Linked DNA regions of Anser cygnoides: regions 2 and 3 are each linked to region 1. A link is a contact called in public Hi-C data. All regions are on one chromosome and are shown on one strand. The core of a region is the stretch at or near the end of the contact, and the rest is flanking DNA. Distances in the headings are between cores, read along the strand shown. Region 1 has its middle 16 kb from the start of PMCH. Region 2 overlaps LOC106035819 (a long non-coding RNA gene). Region 3 has its middle 87 kb from the start of PAH.

Region 1 (2,700 bases), core at 184-2,683:
AACTTGCCATGTAGCTAGCATATTTCAAATTCACTTTCAGAAATTTCAAAATGCCAGTTAGATTCTTTTTAGGTGTAGACCAGTGGAGAAACATTGTTTTATTATTAATATTAATATCGTTGTTGTTGCCTGTGTACACTATACCTGGTTTTCAGTTTTAAGGAACAGAGGTGAAAAACATTAAGATAATTTTTAAAGGTCAATTTAAATGAAGATACAAAGAGAGTTGCAAGGATAATTTTGACACACACAAAAAAGTTAGGAAATTATAGAACATATTTTATTCTTTGTTAATGCATTTGCTTGCCCCTCAACTTATTTTCAGTCCTTGAAAATATTCTGAGTTTGCAACAGTGTGGAGAATTTGGCCTTCTAAAATCATGAGGCAGTGAGTAGTAATCCAACTGTGGCAGTTTAAGTTATAAATGGAAATGTTTGAGAGATGAGCTGGAGCTGAAGTTAGCTATTAAGACAAACTTTGAGCTATATCCTATAATCTCACCCTTTTAAGCATCACTTGCCTGATATGTAATGGTGATTCGGGATCTGGGTGAGGTAAATAACATACTTGAATTAGTGTAATTTATTCATGGGTTTCATCTGTCACTTCGAGAAAGAAATGTGTTAGTCAAGCATGTAATAAGAGAGTTCAAATAAAGCCTGTCTGAAGCTTTCACAGGTATACAATTACCACATTTTAACTAGAACAGTTGTTAAAGTGTGACCCCTCATGTAAAATACACATATATATACAGCCATAAAAATACTTTTTAGTTAAGAATTTATTCTGTGGAAATATGTTTGTGCTAAGTGCTTCTGAATGTGAGAGACTGCTGGTAGTGGGGATGCTATTCATGGAAGATGTGACAAAGCCCTGCTGCAAATGAGACTTGGTAAATAATCACATTTGCTTCATCCTCTTTTGTAGAATAAAAAGAAAAGTGGATTGGTATCAACAGAGTACTTAGCCCCATTTCTAGTTTAAAAATGTTGACATTATAGGAAATGATTAACTCAGGCAACTCGTGTTTTGCAGCACTGGACCCATGCTACTGCCCTGGGTTATGATTACACTGTTCTATTGCCATCAATGCTCCTCCAATGTTTTAATGCCACTGAATATCTGCTCATCAACTGCTGTTGCATAACTGGCACAGGTAGTACACTGTAATAGGATGGCCAGTAACATTACAACAGCTCTTTCCCAATTCCAGTTCGGTGATTTCATGTGTAATCAGGGAAATTTGCTAAGATGATGGTATTAGATGGCATTTAATTTTACCCCAAATGTGAAAACTGTTAGTGTAATTCAACTATAATATAACCCTACATTGATTAAAAAACAAACACAAAAACAAGCAAAAAGGTTCTTTAGAAGTATTCTGGGGAACAAGTACTTCTCTCTGATATACATCATCCTACTCAGTTCTTAGTTGTATATCAGGCTAGTTCAAGAAACTGATGGGAAGTAAGCATTTGCCCAGGAAATTTTGCATGTACCTCACTAGACCTAGGTAATTGTTCTACCTGTAGATTATTCACTGAGAAACATACTTGTGGCCTAACATTGTATCTGAATAGAAGCTGCATTTATTACCCTAACCCTGTCTGATCTAGAAATATGGGGGAGGAAATTCATGAACTGATAATAATGGTCAATAGTCTGATAATTTGTATGCAATTTATAGTTGACATTATATCTTTCAGTTTTCACTGAGTGAAAATAATGCAGCTGATCATGGCTCTTGTGAACATCCTTTCCTATTGTCCCCTTAAGATCATTATATATAATATAGTGAGATGAAACAAACTTTGAGTTAACTGAGCACAAGAAGGATGTTCCACAAGAAATTCACTCTCTTCTCATACAAAAATAGAATGTTAAGATTTATGACATTCACCTGAATATTTTTAGCTGACTTCTTATGGAAATAAGATTTAGGCAGCCACACAATGTGTAGATTTTGTAGGAGTGTATTGTTAGCTTTTGCTTCTCTGCCACTTTCAACCAAATTTGTTCAGGGAGTAGAGGAGAGGTAGGGACGTTCCTATCAATTTCATTAAAGTAAGTAGCTAGACGAAGAGAGACCCATTAAGTTTCCTAACTGAAGGACAAGTTTCTGTCTGAGCTTACACTTTTTTAGACTGCAGGGAATGAATGTGAATGAGAGTTTCACCTACAGGAAAAGCTTCCACTGAAGCTCGTAATGATTACATAAATTTGAAGCAAACTAAGTGTCATTAGTTCCAATAATCATGAAACTATTTCTTTAGGTTGAAACTGAATACTAGTTCATGCAGCACAGTTTAGAAAAAATGAGCGCAAGGTGGAGATATAATCCTGTCATGGAAAATGAGTTCTGCAAGCTGAGTGCATTCATGTGTTGGGGTTCAGGGCTGCCCTGCCCTATGGGTTTTTCTCTAGAAAAGCCTGTTTTCTTTCCTGCAGACTTTCTTGAATCTCCTCTGTGCATTCTCTAGGCTAAACAGTCACAGCTATCTCAGCTTTTCCACATATACTCCCGTTCCTTAATCATCTTATTGGCCCTTTGTTGGACTCTCTCCAGTATGCCAGTGTGTCTCTGTTGTACTACGGAGCTCAGAACTGGACACAATACTCCAGATCCATCCTCACCAGTGCTGAGTAGAGGCAAAGATCACTTCGGCCTGCTGGCAGCACTCCTCCTAATGCTTCCCCGG
Region 2 (2,700 bases), core at 158-2,657, 170 kb after region 1:
TAAACCAAACATTGTTCATTTAACAAATAACTGAAAAATGCATTATTGGTTAAAGGCTGTTGTTTGGGAGCAGTGTTTTAGAAGGGAACATGTAATAAAATGGGAGGAAACCCAAGTGGCATCATAGAGCATTAGACTGAGGCTGAGGCTGGTAACAATTGCAGTCGGTCAGCTAGGCAAGGCTCTCAGAATTTACAAAGAGATGAGAACAGGTCTGTTAGATTTGGAAGTCAGGTTTTAAGCCATATTTTTCGATTGCACAATTGTTAGAATTTAACTCTTATTTAACAAGTAGACTTCAGCATTTGAAGTTGCAAAGTCCATCTGTTCAGAGTCATCTCACAGGATCTTTTCCTCCTGGCTGGGAAGTCTTACAAATTAGCCTTTTTTGTCACTGCTGTGCAGTTAATTTTGAAGAAGATGTGAATGGCATTGCAGAAGTCTCCCTTTCCAAGGGACAGCCAAAACTTCCTTGGCTCACCTGCCAGCTCTGTTCTGACTTCTGTGTCACACATCTGTCTGCTCACACCACACTGTTGGACCACTACTGAGTTTATGGGAATATTTGTGACCATTCTTAATTGAGATGAAGGCTATGACTCCAGCAGCCAACAGCAGGCAAATATCATCTGTCTAAAAGATATACACACTCTTTTATAAAAGTGCATTATTGTTTCTGGCACTTCCTAGATGTCTGAGCTCAAGTGCTGGAGAATGTGAGGGTGGGACATGGTGACTCAGCTGTTTGCTATATAGCATTCGTTAATGTGTTGTATATTTTTCTTGTAAGAACAGTTATAAATAGTTTTGTAGTGATCAGATGGGAAACAGTAAGCATAATCCTTACTCAGCATCACTGGGGAATAAGCTTCCCACCACTTTCTTTCTCTGACACCCTTGTGGTTCCCCAACTGCTTTTTCTACTGGGACGGTGCCTCCTGCCCGGTGCTGGCAGTGCAGACACTCCTCGCCTGATGGGGTGAACAGGAGGGCAAAGAACCAGGAGGAATGCAGGGAGCCTGACTCTGTCCCCACATCCACATGCCAGCTAGATCAAATGGCTATAGATCTGATTCAGGGTCCTCTGAAGTCCAGGCAAATATTTGTATTGATTTCAGTTGCTCTGGATCAGCACTTGTGTACACAGATGAAAGTAAGCTTTTTTTTCCCAAAAGGGGACAAAGTCATATTTTCCTTTCATAGAGAGAAAGGGAGTGCTGATGCCATCTTCCCTGCTCTGCCCCTGGGGCAGTCCATCTAGATATTGTTGTGCATCTTGGTCAGTCGTTAGAGTTCTAGATGATCCCTAGACAGTCGTTCTCATGTGTACCCCCCCCCTTCTTGTCATTGCAAGGCAAAAGGGAGTGATGCATGAATTTTTCTGCCCAGTAGTTCTGAATGTGGAAGGGGTAATCTAAGACCAGAAACATTTCATGGAAAGTGCCAGTTCCAAATGAGGAAAAATTTAAACCTTCATTACCCAAGGTAGCTGTAAGTGAGTGTGACAATGCCTTCATTCTTTAAAAGCGCATTCCACTTGTGCCACCATGCAATTTCTGTTTTTGTTTTGTTTTGTTTTTAAAGCCCTTGTACCTGAAAGTTTTGTTGTTTAATTGATTTTTTTTCTTGGAAGAATATAGATAAGGAACTCACAAGCAAATAAACACTGAGGCTACAGTCCAGGTAAGTTCACTATTTCACAAGTCATTTAAGTTCACATTCTTGCATCTCTTTGTGTGCATCCTCCCTTGGCATGATGTAGAATGCAGTTTATTTTCAAGAGTTAACGCCTGTGGCATGTTGTAGGCATCAGCATCAGAGCAAAAATATGTAATAAGGCCAAGCCCCAGGGACCTGCATGATTTAAAAAGAAGGGCTTTATAGTCCATGATTTGTCAGTTTGATTGGCTGCTGTTGAGGTAATGGTCTGTGTTTAATTCAGCTTCTTGACTTTAATTCTGTGGTTTCAAAGTCTATCTCAAATGCTGGTCAAGCCTCTCACTATAAAACCCTGCTTTGAAATTTCAAATGGGACAACTTTCTTTTGCATGTTGTCAAGGTCATAATGAAATAGAAATTAAAAAGATTATGTCAGTAATTATATGGATTAAAAAACTATTCCATATTGTTATTTTTCAGCAGGAAGGAAAAGGTGTGAAGAGTCACTTTCTTTTTACTTCTGAAATGCAAACGAATTCAGTTATTCAGCTCCTGGAGTATGTTTCTAATGATCACTTTTGGTTGGATTCTAGAATGAGTCTCTGGATAAGGTCCTTCTAAATAAAAATAATATTGTTTGGGGGTAAAACACACAGTTACAACTTTTACAACTTCTGCAATGTCTTCATAAATGATGGTATTTTGACTAATGCTAATGCAATGTCTCTTGATCAATAAAATAAAATTTTCCAGGTATTTATGGAATGCCAATCCTATTTGGGGCAAAGATCTTCTAAGTGGTTATCCTCCTGAAAAAACACCCAGTCAGAGCTACTAGAAGAAGAAGGCAAAGGTCTTTGTACTGTCAAAGTAAGTTTTGTACGTTGCCCTCAGGAAGGTTTTGTAGGTATACCTGTCTTCTTGTTGTATAGTAAAAGTTCGAGATTTTCTGCAATGCTACCTATCACTGAAAACATATCCTAAACCCGGCTTCATTTAAAGTGCCCTATAGGCCTGCACTGTGAATACAGACAGGGCGTT
Region 3 (2,700 bases), core at 48-2,547, 210 kb after region 1:
TGCTCTTACGTGTTAGAGATCAACAACGTCTGACTCTGTTAAGGAAAATTGACATTTATTAGACACAACTTTCCTTTACAGACCTTCCTCATCTGGCTGTGAAAACACACGCTATTAAAAGGGCTGCCTTACAGCTAAGAAGAATTTTGTATAGAGAACCAAAAAATAATATCAGACAGGAAAGAACAATCTTCATTAGCTTTTTACCTCAAGAAAAAAGAAAAATAAAGTGATTTTTTTTTGAGTTGGCTTCTCTGTTCATACATCAGGGTCCATTTAGCCTATACTGCAATTTCAGTTCTTATTAGCAAAGGTTAAATTCATCCTGCCTTGCATTACTGCAGGATGTGGTTTGAAACATTCTTACATTATCCAAATTCTTTACCAAAACTCTCAGGAGTGTTTGTACAGAATTGTCTTTTTCAGCAGGTGTGTGCCAGTCTGAAGGTCCACATGGAGGTTCATGACAAATAATTTGGTGAACTTAAGGGCTAGACTCCTTGGATATAGGCTTTTATTTCAGGAGTTTTGCTTTTGGTATTGAGGGATAGAACATCAGTCAAATGGACTAGTACTTCTTTCGGACAGAAAAGTTATTCTTTGCATTTGTTGTTCATATTTTTATTGAGTTTCCCCATCAGCTGTTTTTAAGATCATCTATAGCTTGAGAAGGGAGCTTATATGTTTCCTGTGTTAGAAGCTAAGTAGGCAAGTACTAAATCTTCAGGTAATAGAGATCATCCTACCTTCACTGATATTCAGTTCACTAACCTAAGGATCTGTTCTGGTCTATGTGAAGTCAGTGGAAGTTCTGCTGTTGACTTTAGAGGACCAGATTTCACTCTCTATTTTAAATATTTAAACAACTATCTTTAGAAATTGTGACCTTGGTGAGAGCTTTGAAAACACCTGATAAAGGAAATGAGTTTGTGATGTGTTGTTCCATGTAGTGAAAATGCATACATTGTCCTTTTGTTTGGTTTAGTCTGTTTTTATAAAGTACTTGGGGATCTTGAAGATAAATACATAAATTTGAGTAGTTTAGTCTGCTACCTAAGCAAGTGTAGTGAGCTCTTTTGGGCTAGAGCTTTTTGTTTTCTGTATCTCTAATCCAGAAGCCCTCTTGTGAAGATTTACCTTTATGACAGCGGCAAGGCTTGCTAATTCTGTCTATTAGCAGATGTGGATTTTGCTTGTGCTAGGTTAAGTGACTGATAGTGATCTGTCATGACTCAAACACAAGTATGGAAGAAAGTTTGTGCTGGCTCCCCTGAAAGAATGTCTTTGTTGATTTTTATAGGTTTCATCCAAAACCCAATAAGAGAACTCTTCAGTGCCATTAGAGAAAGACAAGCATTTCCAAGAAAAAGGAAAAATTGAATATCTGCATTTTCAGCAGTGACTAGTATTGGTTATTCCTCAGTTTTGAAGTTCACAAGCAGAGAATTCAAAGGAAATATTGGAAGGAAGTCCAAATGAAAAGGGGCCCCAATTTCAGGTTGATGGTATTTTCTGCTATTTAAACTCCTCTTTTGATGTATCTCCAGTCAGGCATCTGAATCACTAGTCATTTTAGAACTTTCCGGCTTATTCTTTTCTTTATTCCTCATCTTTTTCTCTTTTCCTCTTCTCTTTTGTATTAAGGTCAAATCCTGCTTCTCCTGATGCCAATAATAAAACTCCCATTGATTTCAACATGAGCAGGAAATATGCAGTTTGCTATTTACCACAACCACCACAATGAATCTCTGGGAAGAATTCATTTACATTCATTCCAACGATACCATGAAAAATGGGCTCTTGCTATTTTATCACATCCAAACTGTTGCTCTAACTCTAACATCCTAGCTGTTGCTAACAAGTCAGTGATGATTTGTAAACCAACAATTTATGGTAACCACATTCCATCCCCATTATGATGTGTGGTTTGGAAATGGAAAAGTAATCAAGACCTCCTGTTAAGAGACTTTATTTCAGTTGAATGTTTCTGTAAATAAAAGCATTTTGAAAGGATCATTGCTATATATTTCTAACTCCAAATTGTTCATTTGATCTAGGCCCCATCTACACTCCAAATTCCTGCCAGGCTCTGTCTGTCAGGAGTGTGAGATCCCCAACAGTGGCATGAGCATGCTGGCAAAATTGTTTCCATCAGTATAAGTATTTTCACTCAATTGGATAGTTTCACTAGACTGGAACAGCAGTTCCATTTCTTGGAGACAGCTATGTCCATTCCTTGGAATACTTTATAATATTTTATCAGCAGACTACAAGGGTACACTGACATAAATATATGCCTCCTACTACTGTTACAGTAATAGATGAAAAATTATAGTCAGACCCATGGTATGTAGTAATGCCCTTGGGAACTAAGAGCCTGCGTAGTTTTGTGCAACACTTTGTCTTGGTCATAAGGATTGTGGGCAATCACTGTGACACTAAGGAGCACTTTCCAGCACTTTGATGGGAGACCACCTAGAATTACTGGTAAATAGGCTCAAATAAGGGAATTTTGTTCAAGTACAAGGCTCTGGTACCAAATATGTTGAAAAACTTCTTTTGATCTCTTTGACACTAATATACACTATCTTTCAATCCTGCGTAAGAAGCCTGCAGCCTGGATTTGAGGTGAGAGTCAATATTTGTGGTAACCTGCTAAAGGAGTTATCAAATTAAAGAGTTCACAGACTGCCCTAGTTA

Evidence for each region. Hi-C and Micro-C count contacts between places; a contact is called where the count stands out from the background.
Region 2: a Hi-C map of liver shows a contact between it and region 1, with 2.6 times the contacts expected there. The contact joins two enhancer-like sites. A contact is called at or near these places in 2 of 7 Hi-C or Micro-C datasets (both in liver).
Region 3: a Hi-C map of liver shows a contact between it and region 1, with 2.2 times the contacts expected there. The contact joins two enhancer-like sites. A contact is called at or near these places in 2 of 7 Hi-C or Micro-C datasets (both in liver).

Annotation. Positions count from the first base shown.
Region 1 is chr1:60,264,759-60,267,458 of Taihu_goose_T2T_genome, reverse strand. No RefSeq gene overlaps it. Among named protein-coding and RNA genes, the nearest start is that of PMCH, 16 kb to the left of the region's middle. Within about 2 kb of position 1,433, at least 2 of the 3 cell types and tissues checked have open chromatin away from gene starts, as enhancers often do. A contact at or near this core is called in liver, where this site is marked.
Region 2 is chr1:60,099,043-60,101,742 of Taihu_goose_T2T_genome, reverse strand. It overlaps LOC106035819 (a long non-coding RNA gene), which reads left to right. Exons shown (of 3, transcript XR_001206983.3): 2 at 1,634-1,683; 3 at 2,413-2,668. Among named protein-coding and RNA genes, the nearest start is that of IGF1, 81 kb to the left of the region's middle. Within about 2 kb of position 1,407, at least 2 of the 3 cell types and tissues checked have open chromatin away from gene starts, as enhancers often do. A contact at or near this core is called in liver, where this site is marked.
Region 3 is chr1:60,059,173-60,061,872 of Taihu_goose_T2T_genome, reverse strand. No RefSeq gene overlaps it. Among named protein-coding and RNA genes, the nearest start is that of PAH, 87 kb to the right of the region's middle. Within about 2 kb of position 1,297, at least 1 of the 3 cell types and tissues checked has open chromatin away from gene starts, as enhancers often do. A contact at or near this core is called in liver, where this site is marked.